Linked DNA regions of Sus scrofa: region 2 is linked to region 1. Evidence: chromatin contacts called from public HiChIP or PLAC-seq data. All regions are on one chromosome and are shown on one strand. Each heading gives the region's core, a stretch centred on a gene start, on an enhancer-like site or on the middle of the called end of the contact. The rest is flanking DNA. Distances are from core to core; before and after follow the strand shown. Region 1 holds the start of MAP2K7 (dual specificity mitogen-activated protein kinase kinase 7). Region 2 holds the start of PEX11G (peroxisomal membrane protein 11C).

Region 1 (7,225 bases), core at 1,816-4,315:
ATCACACCCCCATCCCACAGAACCCACAACCCTGCTCCCTAGTGGCCTCCCCTCCAAGGCCTCCTCCATTCCTCCCTGCCCTCGGCGCTCACCGCCCCCCACCACCAGGGAAGCGCCAGTTGCAGGAGGAAAGGGACTCAGTTCAAGCCCAAGGCCACTGAGCACAGGGGGCAACTCGTGTTTGCTGAACTGCTGTGGCGGATCAGCAGGCGAGGGTGGCTTGCTGGCCCCACTTTCCCTCCCTCTCTCTCACGCACATGCACACCTGCACACACACGAACCCACACATACGCACACCTACGTGACCCTGTGGCAGGTGACAGACTCCCAGCTGGTGAGGGAGCCTGTTTCCTCCCCCAGGGAGTCCAAAACTGAGCCTGAGAAGAAGGGAGGAGCGGGAGGTTAGGACACATTGGGAATGGCTGGGGGGGCAGAAACCAGACATCATGGTGTGGAAGGAGAGAGTGAGAGTGACAGAAGGAGCGATGCGCAAGCACCTGCGCACGCACGCGTGCACACACACACACACACACACACACACACACACACACACGGAGCACAGGGGATGAGGGATGGGGGGACGGCATTCTGCGGCCGGGGCAGCGGTTAGGTCAATGGTGCAGATGTCCAAGCGGCGATGATAAAAAGGCTGGTACCTGCTCGTTGGGACGGGGCAGGAGCAGGGCTTAGAGTGATCACAATAACTGGATGGGGAGAAGGAAGAAAAAAAAACAACACCACGATAAATCACAACAGAAACAACCGATTTGTCCAAAAGAAAAGAAATCAAATCATAACAAGGAGGAGGGGGAGGCGCGAGGCACCAAACTGCAGAGATGGGTAGAGACCGACAGAGGTGGGAAGACCGGATGGGATGGAGCTGACAAGACACAGATGCCTGGAAGGGGGGGCTCCCTGGGGGCCTGCTTGCCACAGGCCTCGCCGCGCCTTGCTCTGCATCTGGACAGCCAACCCTCAAGGCACCTCAGATGCCATACCCAGGCATGTCTCCTCCACAGTGGGGCTGTGGGGGATCAGTCCTACAGAGCCCAGGGGGGGACCCTCCAGTCCTGGCTTCCTACCCCAGCGGTGTCCGATGCCAGCACTGCCACGTCAGGGTTGTTTCTGGGCCCCCAAGAGACGCCCCCACCCAATGCCATGAGGAATCCATACCGACCCAGATCAGAAGAGGAAAGGATGAGGAGTGGACCCTACACAAGCATGGGGGGGGGTTTGGTCAGGCTGGGTGAGCAGGGAGTGGCTGGGGTACCCAGAGGAAGAGTGTTTTCCTCCACCTATCAAGGTGATCCCATAGGAACCTACACAAGCTACAAGAATCTTATCAGAGAGCATCAAAAGGATGGCAATTTGCTAGCTCAAGAGAGACACAGGGAGTTCCCTGGTGGTTCAGTTGGTTGTTTCACTGCTGTGGCAAGGGTTCAATCCCTGGCCCAGAAACTTTCACCTGCCCCAAGTGCAGAAAAAGAAAGAAGGAAGGAAAAAAGACACAGATACCATGTGTGGGGGTTGCTGCTGATCAGGCCTTTGGGGAGGGGGAAAATCTGAGTAACTCTGAGCTGAGGGGATATGGGGAAGGGGTTCTGCAGAACATAACAAAGAGATTAGATGTGGTGGTGGTGATCCCAGGCCAGGTGTGGGTGTTGGGGGTCAGCTCTTGATTTCAGATGACACGATGCCAGGGAGGCAGGCACTGAGATCATGGGACAGTGGCCTCATCTGTCCCTGGGCTGGGTGGGTGTGGGAAAGGAAGTCACTTAATTCAAGGTGACAAAACTACTACGCGTGTGAGTTGGGTGTGTATTTCTGGAGGAGCTGGAAACAGTCACCAAGATGGTGACAGTGAAACCACTCAGAGAAGTATGAGGAAGGGCGGTGTAGACTGGGGGTAGGCTGCATGTGGGAGGGGGTCTGCTGAGCCTAATGACAAGATCCCAGAGTGCAAAAGAGAGAGCTACTGACAGAGTCACAAGGAGGAAGTGGGAGAATCATCTGATCAGAGAAACAAGCGGTGATTATATGTGGTCAACTGACTTTAGGTGTCCCCAGGCCAGGTGTGGGTGTGTGTGTTAACTCAAGGACCTAGGTGCTGGACGAGGGGAGGGGACCTCTTGACACAGTCACTGACATGCGGGAGTGGAATCAGGTGGTGAAAAGGGTTGTGTACACGTTTGCGGAGGAGCTAGATGTGGTCACGGTAGCAGGGAGTAGGAGGAGCTCGGCTTAGAATAGGTGAATGAGGCTCCGAGGATCACGGTGACGGGAACGGGTCATCAGGTGGGGGGTCTTCGCCTGGAGCCGGGCAGCTAGGCTCCCAGGCCCCATAAGGGGAAACTCCCCAGACAGGGGGAGTAATGCCCGGGAGCTCGCCAACCCCATGCCCCTGGGTCAACGTGACCCTCTCCCGGCGAGCAGACAGCGGGGAGTGGGGCGGAAAGGAGGAGGAGCAAGAGCGCCCCGGAAGCGGGGGCGGGGCCTGGCGGCGGGGGCGGGGCCTCCCGCGGCGCGCGCCCCGCCCCGCCCGCCCCCTCCCCCACGCCGCCCTGCTTACTGGGCCTGGGCCGCTGGGGGCTGATATCCAGGTTGAGGTCAATCCTCCGCCGGGCCTCGCGGTTCTCCTGCTTCAGCTTTGCCTCCAGGCGGGACAGCTTCTGCTCCAGGGAGGACGCCGCCATCTTCCCCGCCGCCGCCACCGCGCACCGCCCGGCCACCCGTCAGTCCGGCAGACAAACACCGCACTGCGCCTGCGCTCGGTTGACCCCGCCGAGCCGCCGTCTCGCTCCGCACGGCGCATGCCCGCGGTGTGCACCCGCCCTCCCCTCGTGCGAACCTCCGCGCTTGCGTGCTTCGTCCTAGCCGGAGGGATGCCGCCACCTAGAGCTCGCGGCTGGCAACGTGCAAGTCCTCGCCAAGTGATACGCACGCGCGAATTCCCGTGCGCTCCGGCTAGAGGCGCTGTGTGGAAACCCACTTACACATTCCGCAAAGAGCGGTGGGCGGAGAAAGCCGCGCGCAAGCGTACAGAGGGGGAGAGGAGGTCTTGCGTGTGGCAGCTGCTGCGCATGCGTAGCCTTGGCTCTGTTCCTGGCCTCTGTCCCGGGTGGTCGCCCGGGGTGTGTCCTAATCCTTCTTTCCCTTCCCTGCGCGGCCCTCGCTGGCACCCGCACCCTCTCAGAACCGCCTTTCTTGTCTTGGACAGTACTTCATTGGGATCCCTGTTATACTTAATTGCTGCCTCCTTACCATAATTAGGCAGCCGTGGGAAGCCCTTTCCATTTCAACAGGCTCAGGGTTGGCCGAGGGCTTGCAGGAGGGGCGGAGTAAGGCTCAGGCTACTGTCGGGGCCCTGGGAATCCAGCAGCGTGACTCCTGATCTCTGCAACGGGAGCCAAGGACAAGGGCAGAGAGTACCAAATCAGACTTCTGTGGGACATTTTAAGGCTTCCTTCATTCACTCTGCCTCCATCCTGGACAATGCAGAAAATAGGCCCTGAGGCTAGATGCGTCTGCCAGGCGCCTTTGTGCCTTTAACTGATCTGAAGAGTGCTGGGGAAATGTCCCCATCTGGAACCCCAGGTCCCGCTGGAGAGCTTGCCTCTTCTCCCTGGTGCCAGGAGGAGGCTCGCATTTTGCAGACTCCACGGAGGTGGCGATCTCAGGAGGCCAGGGTTGGTCAGGCTGTGTCATTGCCCTGCTGGCTCCGGCACAGGAACACTGTGATGGGCTTTAAAGGCTTTTAAGGACTCCTCTGGTGACAACTTTTGGGTGGACCAGATCCAAATCTATGGAGCCAGGGGAATAACAGGGAAGGTAAAGGAAGAGCAGTTCTCCAGGGAAAAAAGCTAGGCAAAGGATGCCACTGATTTTTTTCTAGTTAGCAGAGCTCTCTCTGCCTCTGCTACCAGTACAGAAAAACATATACCCTTGATTCTGGCACATGTCTGTCACCACTTGCCTGTACTTGGTCTGGTGAAACCAAAGGCTTAGAGAGGAGTGGACACAAGAGATCGGAGTTATAGTTCTCATAATTAGTATTATTTATTAAGCACCCAACAGCATACCCTGCTTCACAGAGGGAACTCTTTTTTGACTTTTTAGGGTGCACCTGCATATGGAAGTTCCCAGGCCAGAGGTCTAATCGGAGTTATAGCTGCCGGCCTATGCCACAGCCACAGCAACACCAGATCCATTAACCCACTGAGCGAGGCCAGGGATGGAACCTGCGTCCTAATGGATACTAGTCGGGTTCGTTACCACTGCGCCACCACAGGAACTCCCACTTAGGGAACATTTGAAGATCCAAGTCCCCGCCTGTCCTCAGGAAAATGTACCCTCCACAGCAGGTTTGTTTGGGTTTTTTATTTTGTTTTGTTTTTTGCCACACCTGCAGTGTGTGAAAGTTCCCTGAAGGAGATACTGAACCTGTGACACATCAGCAACCTGTCACTGCAGTGACAATGCTGAATCCTTAACCCACTATGCCACAAGAGAATTCCTACAACAGGTGTTCCTAACCTGGGGTCCATGATCTTTAGGATGTCCATAAACAGCTCCCTAGGGGACCTGGGGGAATCTGTTGACTGCCTAAAGTTTTTGTGTGTTTTTTTTTTTTTTTTTTTTTTTTTTTTTTTTGTCATTCCCATGGCATGCAGAACTTCCTGGGGCCAGGGAATCAAACCACATCACAGCAGCAACCTGAACCACAGCAGTGACAACACCAGTCCCTCAACCCATTGAGTCACCAGGGAGCTCCCGTCCGAAGTTGTTTGCAGAACTTTTCACATATCTGTGTGAACATTTTCCTGAGAAAGGAGGTACCCAGCTTTCATCAGATTTCTCAAAGAGTCTAGGGATCAAAAAAAAAAAAAAAAGTTCGGAGTTCCTGTCGTGGCTCAATGGTTAAAGAACCCGACTAGGAACCATGAGGTTGTGGGTTTGATCCCTGGCCTTGCTCAGCGGCTTAAGGATCCAGTGATGCTGTGCATTGTGGTATAGGTCGCAGACACAGCTTGGATCCTGAGTGGCTGCAGCTGTGGCATAGGCTGGTGGCTACAGCTCCAATTCAACCCCTACCTAGTGTGGAAACTTCCATATGGCACGAGTGCGATCCCAAAAAGACCAAAAAAAAAAAAAAAAAAAAAAAGTTTGCAATTCCTGCTTTAGACATCCAGAGATCTGTTCTGAAGGTTGGCACTTCCCAACACACAGGCCTGGGCCCATCTTCATCAGAATTACTTGGGATGCTTATATCTACAGACAAGTACCTGGGCTCCAGCCAAACCTCCTGAGTCAGTCTTCCAGGGGTGGAGCCTGGGATGTTTTGTTTTGGGGATATTGTTTTTGATGCATAGCCAAATATGAAAACCATTCGTCTGAGTTCACGTGTCCGTAGAAAACAACTTATAGAAAGGGGATTAGCATCAAAATTATGGGGCGGGAGTAGCTGGTCCCTTGCGTCTGTGTCCCCTCCTTGGGAGAGAATACTAGATGGAAGTCGTCTGGGTCAGGGGGAGAGGGTTGAAATCCCATTGGGATGAGCCCCACCCCCATCATTGGCATTGATTGAGCTAGAATATCTGGGGGTGGGAGGTGGGGGTAGAGTAGCAGCTCTGGCCCAGGGCTGGGGGCAGGCCAGCCAGCCAAAGACACAGGTGTGGTTTTGGTTTGAGACTCTCATGACGGAGTTAATCCCTCCAGGATGTTCCACCCCAAATCCACAGCCTCCCAGACAAACCAGTCCCACGATCTTGCCTGGGCTCCACCAGCCTGACATGTCTGCTCCTCGTCTCCTGGCCCGGGCCTGCTCACCACCTCCCTTGAAGACAATGGTAGAGATTCTGGGGTGGTAGCATCCGGAAGGCCTGGACCTCAACCTGCCCCTCCCTGGCTTCACTCCGCCTCCATCTTGTCCCGCACCTCGGCTGGCAGCCCCTCGTAAAGGGCGTCCTCCACCAGGAGCCCTGCCTTCTTGAGCCCCCCACAGTTGCCCAGTTCTTCTGGCAGCGCCTCCAGCCGGTTGCCCTGGAGTTCCAGGCGGCTCAGGGCCCTGAGGGCCCCCACCTGGGGTGAGAGCTGGCTCAGGTGGTTGTAGCCCAGGAGCAACGTCCGCAGCTTGCGGCAGAAGAAGAGCTCGTCGGGCAGAAACTCCAGGGTGTTGTAGGAGAGAGCCAGGTGCTGCAGGTTCTGGAGGAGGCCCAGCTCTGCTGGCACGGAGCGTAGTCCGTTGTTGGAGACGTCCAGCAGGCGGAGGCTGGAGCACATGCCGAGCTGGGTGGGCAGTGTCTCCAGCTTGTTGTGGCTGAGATAAAGCTGCTCGAGGCCTCGGAGCTTCCGCACGTGCTCAGGGACATAGGCGATCTGGTTGTGCCACAGCCGCAGGGTGACCAGCTTGCGGCAGTGCTGGAAGCTGAGGATCTCCTCGATGGACCGCAGGTGGTTGTCCTTGAGATCAAGTTCCTGCAGCGCGCCCAGGCTGAAGATGGCATGCGGGATGCGCTCCAGCCCACAGGCCACCAGCTCCAGCTCCCGCAGCACCGCCAGCTTCTTGAGGCTGTTCAGGGCCAGTAGGCGGGCCCCGTCGTTGTGCAGGCTGAGCCGCTGCAGGTGCCCGGCCACATCGGTCACGCTGGCGGGCACTTTGCCAGCGTTGCTTCGCAGAGACAGCACCTTCAGCTGCTTCAGCTCCCGGAGGCTCTCGAGGGTCGCTGCCCGAGCCAGCTCTGGGGGGAAGAGCCCCTCCAGGTGCAGCTCATCCAGGCCACGCAGCCCGAAAACCCAGAGGGGCACCTCACGGAGCTCCTCGCACTTGACCCGGATGACCTTCAGGCGGTCCCGCAGGAAGATCTGCGAGGAGAAGGGCAGCCTGGCGGGTGAGTGGAGCAGGCTGAGCTCCTGCAGGTTCACCAGCTGCGAGAGGCCCGGGGGGAAGGTGATATCACCGATGGCCTCCAGCCGCAGCGCCTCCAGCTCGCTGAGCTCGAAGACCGTGTCAGGCAGCCCCGGGAGCATGCAGAGGGCCAGCTCGAGCTGGCCCCGGGTGTTGCGCTGCAGCTTCTGCCGCAGCTTCTCGGCCGTCCACTCATGGTTGAGGTTGAGCTGCTTCAGGCGGCTCTCGCTGACCTCAGAGAGGAAGACAGCGAAGCGCTTGGAGTACAGCGAGTCATACTGGTCAATGAGGTGCAGCATGAAGGCGAAGTCGTTCTTGACG
Region 2 (7,225 bases), core at 2,222-4,721, 330 kb after region 1:
CAGATTAGCTGGGAAATGTCTGGTCGCTCTTGTGGTTCATGTTTTGTCTTATTTCACCATGGTCACAGAGTGGCCTTGTCCGAGGTAGGCATTCTGTGAAATCATTTGTGTCCAGTGAGAGAGAACACCAGTGCCTGGCTGTGATCGCCTGGCCAGCTCCCAGCACCAACAAGGCCAGCTGTGAATGCCAGGCTTGTTCCTGTCTCTTGTCCAAAGGTCAGGCTCAGCTTTAACCAGATGATAGAGAATGCTGGGAGGGCTGGGATCTGCCAATGAGGCTCACTGCTGGCTTCCTGGTGCTTTAGAATCCATTCTAAGCACCTGCCTGGTGCTCAGCAGGCAGGCAGAGAATGCATTGTGCTCTTTCTTACAAGGCCCTTGCGGACAGTACAGGCTCAAGAGAAGGGACCTAGCTACTCATGCAGAGGCAGACTGCAGCCTGAAGCCCTTCTCCCTCTGCAGGCCTTGGGCTTGGCTTGGATTTTTTTTTTTTTTTCCTTTGTAGGGCCTCGTCTGTGCCATATGGAAGTTCCCAGGCTAGGGGTCAAATCAGAGCTACAGCTGTCAACATATGCCCCAGCCACAGCAACACTAGATCAGAGACGAGTCTGTGACATACACCCCAGCTCATGGCAGCACTGGATCCTTAACCCACTGAGCGAGGCCAGTGATCAAACCCGCATCCTCAGGTACACGATGTCAGGTTCTTAACCTGCTAAGCCACAATGGGAACTCCTTCAAGGGACATTTGGTGGCTGTTGGGACATGGAAAGCATGTGTGGTGGGAAAGAAGTGAGGGTGATGTCCAGGTCTATGGCTGGTGATGGGCAGGGGCAGGGGATGGGGGCTGAGACAGGGGTTCGGAAGGAAAGATGTTTGAGAATGATGCTAATGTCAGTCTGGGCCTTGCAGAGTGTGAGGGGCTTAAGGGATCAGCAGGGGAAATGCAGGGGGTGGGTGGGGACAGGAGACAGGGCAGCATGGGAGAGAGATGGGGCAGAGGCCAGAGAAAGGGTGGCTAGGGAAATCACTCGAGTGGGCAGGACCTTGCAGGACAATGTGGATAGAGCATGAACAGAGAGCTTTGGATGGGGGTGCTGAGCTCTGCAGGCAGCACCGCTTATTGAAATCTGTTTTGTGCCAGGCCCTGCGGATACAGCTGTGACCAAGACAGATTAAAATCCCTGCCCTGGTGGAGTTCACATTCCGTTGAGGAGAGACAAATAACCAGATAACTATAACAAGATGACTAGGTTAAGAAGCAGAGTATCCAGTTACATTAGATAGTGTTACATGCTAAGAAGAAAAATCAGGCAGCAAGGATTGTGGGTAGGAAGTGCCCAGGATGGTGTGTGTGCCAGGGAGGCCTCATGAGAGGATGACATTTGAGGAAACAGGAGGAGGAGGTGAGAGAGGGAGCCACGTGGATCTCTGGAGAGGGAGCCTTATAGGCAGAGGGAATAGCACATGCAAAGGTCCTGGGGCAGGTGGGCACTGCAGCTGCAAAGAACAAGATGAAGGAAATGTGGTTGGTTAGGAGTGAATGAGGCTGGAAGAGTAATAGGAGTCAAAATCAAGAGGAGTTGTTTTTGTGGGATTTTCCTGGTGGCCTAGAGCTTAAGGATCTGGCCTTGTCATTGCCGTGATGTGGGTTTGATCCCTGGGCTGGGAACTTCTGCATGCTGCATGCGTGACCAACAAAAAAAAAAAAAAAAAAAAAAAAAAAAGAGGAAATGTGCATTTATTTGTTTACTTATGTATGTATGTATGTATGTCTTTTTAGGGCTGCACCTGCAGCCTGTGGAAATTCCCAGGCTAGGGGTTGAATCGGAGCTGTAGCTGCCAGCCTACGCCACAACCACAGCAACGCTGGAACCTTAACCCACTGAGTGAGGCCGGGGATCAAATCCACGGCCTCCTGGATACTGGTCGGGTTCATTACTGCTGAGCCACAAGGGAAATTTTTTTTTTTTTTAAAGGAAATCAGTTGAGTGTCTGCTTCGATGCAGTGAGTTAAGAATTTGACTGCAGTGGCTCAGGTCACTGTGGAGGTGCAGGTTTGACCCCCAGCCCCACACAGTGGGTTAAAGGATCTGGAGTTGCTGCAGTTGCTGCAATTGGGTCACCATGGCTCAGATTCAGCCCCTGGCCTGGGAACTTCCGTATGCCATGGGTGTGGCCATAAAAAAAGAAAATGCATTGGATGTTATTAAAATTTGGAATTCCCTGGTGGCCTAGCTGGTTAAGGGTCCAGCATTGTCACTGCTGCTGCTCAGGTTCGATCCCTGACCTGGGAACTTCTCCAAGGATAATTCAAGTGTTGGCAAGAATATGGAGAAACTTTTTGTGCATTGCTGGTGGGAACCGAAAATGTCGTAGCCATTGTGTGGCGAAGGCGGGCAGCTGCATCTCAGATTTGACTTCTAGCCTGGGAACTTCCACATGCCACAGGTGCAGCCCTAAAAAGAAAGAAAAAAAGAGTGAACATTTAATCTCTTCCTAGTGACACCTAAAGAATGTGGCTTGTCATCTGGCTCTACAAGGATTGAGTCATTGGCTACTGCAGTTGCTGATCTTCACATACCCTGAAAGGAGTTCGGGGTGGAGATCAGGAATAAGTCTCTTGGTGTTCTGGGAGAAGTGGCAGGACAGGTTTTCAGTTAGGTATTTTCAGGACAAATTTTTTTATAAGCCTGGATTTTGGCCTCTAGGAAAAGCACTAAAACCCTTATCTGAGCTATCTGTTCCCAGTGACCAGCAGCAACCTTCTACTGAGATGTGTGCTCGATTACACATAATCTTCTCCAAAATCATGTTATGTACTGACCTCCCTCCCCCCATCTTTTCTGAGCAGCTCCTCAGAGCTGAGAGGCTGTCTCTTGGGCTATCGTCCTCAGTAAGTCCACAAGTAAAACTGAAACTGAGAGCTCTCACGGATGTGGGTTTATATTTCACTCAACACCAACCACCCAGTTTTCCTCTCAGGTGCCACTCTGCTAGGGAACTGTTGACTCTTGTCTATTCTTCTAGACTGATTCTGTAGCGTTTCCCTAACTTTCTAAAAATGTCTTATGTGAAAGGACAACAACAACCCATGCTCCCTATAGACAAACAGACAATGCGGAAAGGGGGAAGCAGAAAAATTAAAAAAAGAAAACTCCCTTCCTGGACCACAGCAAACACGTCGATGCTCTTGTTTGGATTTTTTTTCCTTTTTTTAATGTGTGTGTGTGGTTGGTTAACGTGGAAAACACGGGTTGCCTGGGGGCGGGCAGACGACAACGAGCTCCGAGGGCCGCCAGGGTGCACAAACCCGGAGAAGCGCGCACGTGCCAGCCCCAGAACTGCAAACCCTGTCTCTCCCAGAAACAGACAAAGGGCCGGTTCCGGAACAAAGAGTCGCAACCGCGTCTGCGCAGAACGTTCCGGGAGCGCGGCCTCGCGCTGAGTCCGCCCCCTGGCGCGCCGCGCAGACGTCACGGTGACGTCACAGCGGAGGCACCATGGCGGCCCTGAGCGGTCTGGCGTCGGCGCTGGAGTCGTATAGGGGCCGCGACCGCCTGGTGAGGCTGGGGTGGAACGCGGCCAGAGGTCCCGGAGTCGGATCAAAGCTCAGAGACTGGGAAACTGAAGCCAGAGAGGGAGCGGGGTCACTCAAGGTCCCCCATGGCAGAGGCCCTGTCGGAGCTGGGCTCCAACCCTGTCCCTTAGCGGTGGACATTTAGATTGTTCCGGCCGTCCCGTCGTGACTGGTCGGTTACAGTATCAACCAGATCCTGACGTTTGCACATTGGGATCCTACCAGATCACTGCAGTAGTTTGCATCCAAACAATATCATATGATTGAGGGTGTTGCAGGGCTCCCCCTATGGCTGGTCATTTGGGTTCTGACCAAACCCCCTTATAGTTGGACACTTAGGTTGTTCTGGCAGATTCAACCTGGCTGGACATTTCCATGCCAAACAGGCCTATGTTTTAGGATCTGACTAGGCCACTGTAGCTTTTCCCATGGTTATCCAAACAATCTCATATAGGAGAGTTCCCTGGTGGTCTAGTGGCTAAGGGTTTAGCATTGTCACTGCTGTGGCTGGGTTCAGTCCCTGGCCTGGGAACTTCCACATGCTGCGGGCACGGCCAAAATAATAAAATCTCACATAGGGATCTAAGATTTTGCAGGCCTTTCCCTGTGGCTGGATATTGAGGTTTGACCACATGACCTCTGGTTGGGCTTTTTAAAATTTATTTATTTATTTTGTCTTTTTGCCATTTTTTGGGCTGCTCCCGCGGTATATGGAGGTTCCCAGGCTAGGGGTCCAATCGGAGCTGTAGCCACCAGCCTACGCCGGAGCCACAGCAACTCAGGATCCGAGCCACGTCTGCGGCCTACACCACAGCTCACAGCAGTGCCAGATCCTTAACCCACTAATCAAGGCCAGGGATCAAACCTGCAACCTCTGTGGATTCGTTAACCACAGAGCCGCGACGGGAACTCCTGGTTGGGCATTTAGATTGTTTCTCCCAGGCCCCGAGGTCAGACTCTGAGCTCATCCCAATCAGTCTCCGGGAATGTACCAGTGGCAGGTATTTAGGTTCTAGTCAAATCCCCTATGAGTGGGTATTCAGGTTTTAAATGCCCCCAGGCTGGACATTTAAATTGCAACATTTTGCCATAACAAGGGTGCTGAAAAGGAATTATATGTGAAAATAATATATAGAACAATTAAAAAAGCAACTTCTAAAAGATGAGAGAGTTCTGTTGTGGCTCAGTGGTGATGAGCCCATGAACCCGACTAGTATACATGAGGATGCGGGTTGGATCCCTGGCCTCACTCAGAGGGTTAAGGATCCAGTGTTGCTGTGAGCTGTGGTGTAGGTTGCATATGCGGCTCAGATCCTGAGTTGTTGGCTGTGGTATAGGCCGGCAGTTGTAGCTCTGATTCAACCCCTAGCCTGAGAACTTCCATATGCCATGGGTGCAGCCCTAAAAAGCTAAAAATAAATAAATAAAAGCAGATGAGGAACTCCCCCGGTGCAATGGGATTAACGGCATCTTGGGAGCGCTGGGACACATGTTCAATCCCCAGCCCGGCACACTGGGTTGAGGATCTGACATTGCCGCAGCTGCAGCTTAGGTAGAGACTGTGGCTCCGATCTGATCCCTGGTCTGGGAACTCCATGTGCCACAGGGCAGCCAAAAATGAAAAAAAAGAAAAAAGCAGATGAAGTAAAGATATAAGGGTGGACACAGTTCACAATGCCCCAAATCATCCACTAAGTGGCTTCCTTCTCACTAAAGTAATAGCAGGTTATCCTTTTGTCCATTGGGTTAGGCCCGGTCACCTCCCCAATCCCCAGTCCAGCCGTGGATGTTGGTCCAGCCAGGCAAATACAAATATATATCCATTTCCACATAGACCTCTTGTCCGCTGGGAAAAGGAGGATCTAGGAGGTGGGAAATGGGGGTTTCTTTTTCTTGTCCCCATCACATATGTCTCCAAAGGCTGTGCCCCTCAGCAAACATGGGCCAGCCCTCTGTTAGCCTCCACAGTGCCTTTTAGCCAGTCATGTCATGTTTCTCCATTTGGCCCACCTACAAGTATCTTTTTAAACTTTTGGCTTTTACCAGAAGTTTGTTGATGTAGACTCTTCCTCCCACTTGATCCCACAGGGCCCAGGTCAGGGGTGATCCAAATCAGTCTTGCAGCACGGCCATGCTGACGACTTCTGGTTTCCCACAGATCCGAACGCTGGGTTACTGCTGCCAGCTGGTGGGCGGGGTCCTGGTGGAGCAGCGTGCTACCAGGTCAGAAGTGGGGACGCGCCTGCTGGTACTGTCCTCCCAACTCAGCCACTGCAGGACCATCCTGCGACTCTTTGATGACCTGGCCATGTTTGTCTACACTAAGCAGTACGGCCTTGGGGCAGAGGTAACAGGGGGCGTGGGGTTGTTGGGAGGGGGTGTGGACCCTGTGAAGTTGGCGTCTTATGGTCTGGTCTTTATGAGCATTTTATGATTATTTTCAATTTTACTTTTTTTGGAGGGGGAGACATGTTCTCATTTCAGTTTCAATTAAAAAATTAGCTGTGGAATTCCTGTTGTGGCTCAGTGGGTTAAGAACCCAACTAGTATCCGTGAAGATGCGAGTTCAGTCCCTGCCCTCCCTCAGTGGGTTAAGGATCCCACATTGCCACAAGCTGCAGCATAGGTTGCAGATGCAGCTTGAATTGGGCATCGCTGTGGCTGTGGGGTAGGCCTCAGCTGCAGCTCTAATTCGACCCCTAGCCTGGGAACTTCCACATGCCTCAGGTTCGGCCCGAAAAAGAAAAAGAAAAATAGCTGACTTCCCTGGTGGCTCAGCGGATTAAGGATCTGGCCTTATCACTGCTATGGCTCTGGCTACTGCTGTGGTGCGGGTTTGATCCCTGACTGGGGAACTTGTGCATGCCATGGGTGCAGCCAGAATCAGTCAATCAATAGTTAATACATTTGCACATCCAGAAGACTATAATAAAAAAAGTCTTTCCCTCCCAATTCCCATGGCCACCAGTTTTCTTCCTCAGAGGCAGCCACAATTTTCACCTCTTGTGTTTCTTTCATGAGATCCCCTTAGCTCCTCAGGCAGATATGCATTGCTCACATAAATAGTTGTATGCCATTTACACTCTTCTGCCACTTGCTTTTTTCACTTAAGAGTACAACTTAGAGGTCATTCCATATCAATCCGAAAGGAACTCTTCTTTAGGGCCACGTAATACTCTGCCATGTCGCTGTATGGTGATTTATGTAACTGATCCCCTGTTGGACATGGTGATTATTTACAACATTCTGCTGTTAGAACTGCATCCTTCCACAGGAGTGCTGGTGGGTCTACAGCAGTGTTCCTCCTGTGGTGTGTGTGTGGGGGGGGCAGGTGGTGCAGTCTTGTCCCCTCCCCCAGGGGATGAGAAGCTGCCCTGGGCCAGCATGGCTGAGTCACACCTGCTTCCTGGGCTGCCCTGCCCCATTCCCCCTGTTTTCCTGGGGTGTCTTCTCAGCCATTGGCTCAGATGCTCTCCCGTTCTGCCCCAGCCCCATGGCTCGATCATCCCAAATCTCAAGGGTTTCCTTGAACCCTCCTGTTTTGACACCCTTCTCTTCGGCCTCTTCTTTTTTTTTTTTTTTTTTTTTTTTTTTTTTTTTTTTTCAATCCAAGAAGATTTATTTATTTTTTTTTTTTTAATTTTA

What was found. HiChIP or PLAC-seq counts read pairs in DNA pulled down with a chosen protein or histone mark.
Region 2: a contact with region 1 is called in an H3K27ac HiChIP or PLAC-seq map of alveolar macrophages. The contact joins the promoter of PEX11G here to the promoter of MAP2K7 in region 1. A contact is called at or near these places in 1 of 47 Hi-C or Micro-C datasets (heart right ventricle) and 1 of 2 datasets of contacts at active chromatin or transcription factors (alveolar macrophages).

The regions. Positions count from the first base shown.
Region 1 is chr2:71,305,367-71,312,591 of Sscrofa11.1, forward strand. It overlaps MAP2K7 (dual specificity mitogen-activated protein kinase kinase 7), which reads right to left and starts at 3,066. Exons shown (of 11, transcript XM_003123197.5): 1 at 2,570-3,066. The coding sequence starts at 2,693. LRRC8E (volume-regulated anion channel subunit LRRC8E) reads right to left here. Exons shown (of 3, transcript XM_003123182.4): 3 at 5,131-7,225. The coding sequence ends at 5,908.
Region 2 is chr2:71,635,818-71,643,042 of Sscrofa11.1, forward strand. It overlaps PEX11G (peroxisomal membrane protein 11C), which reads left to right and starts at 3,472. Exons shown (of 5, transcript XM_021083936.1): 1 at 3,472-3,563; 2 at 5,739-5,927. The coding sequence starts at 3,504.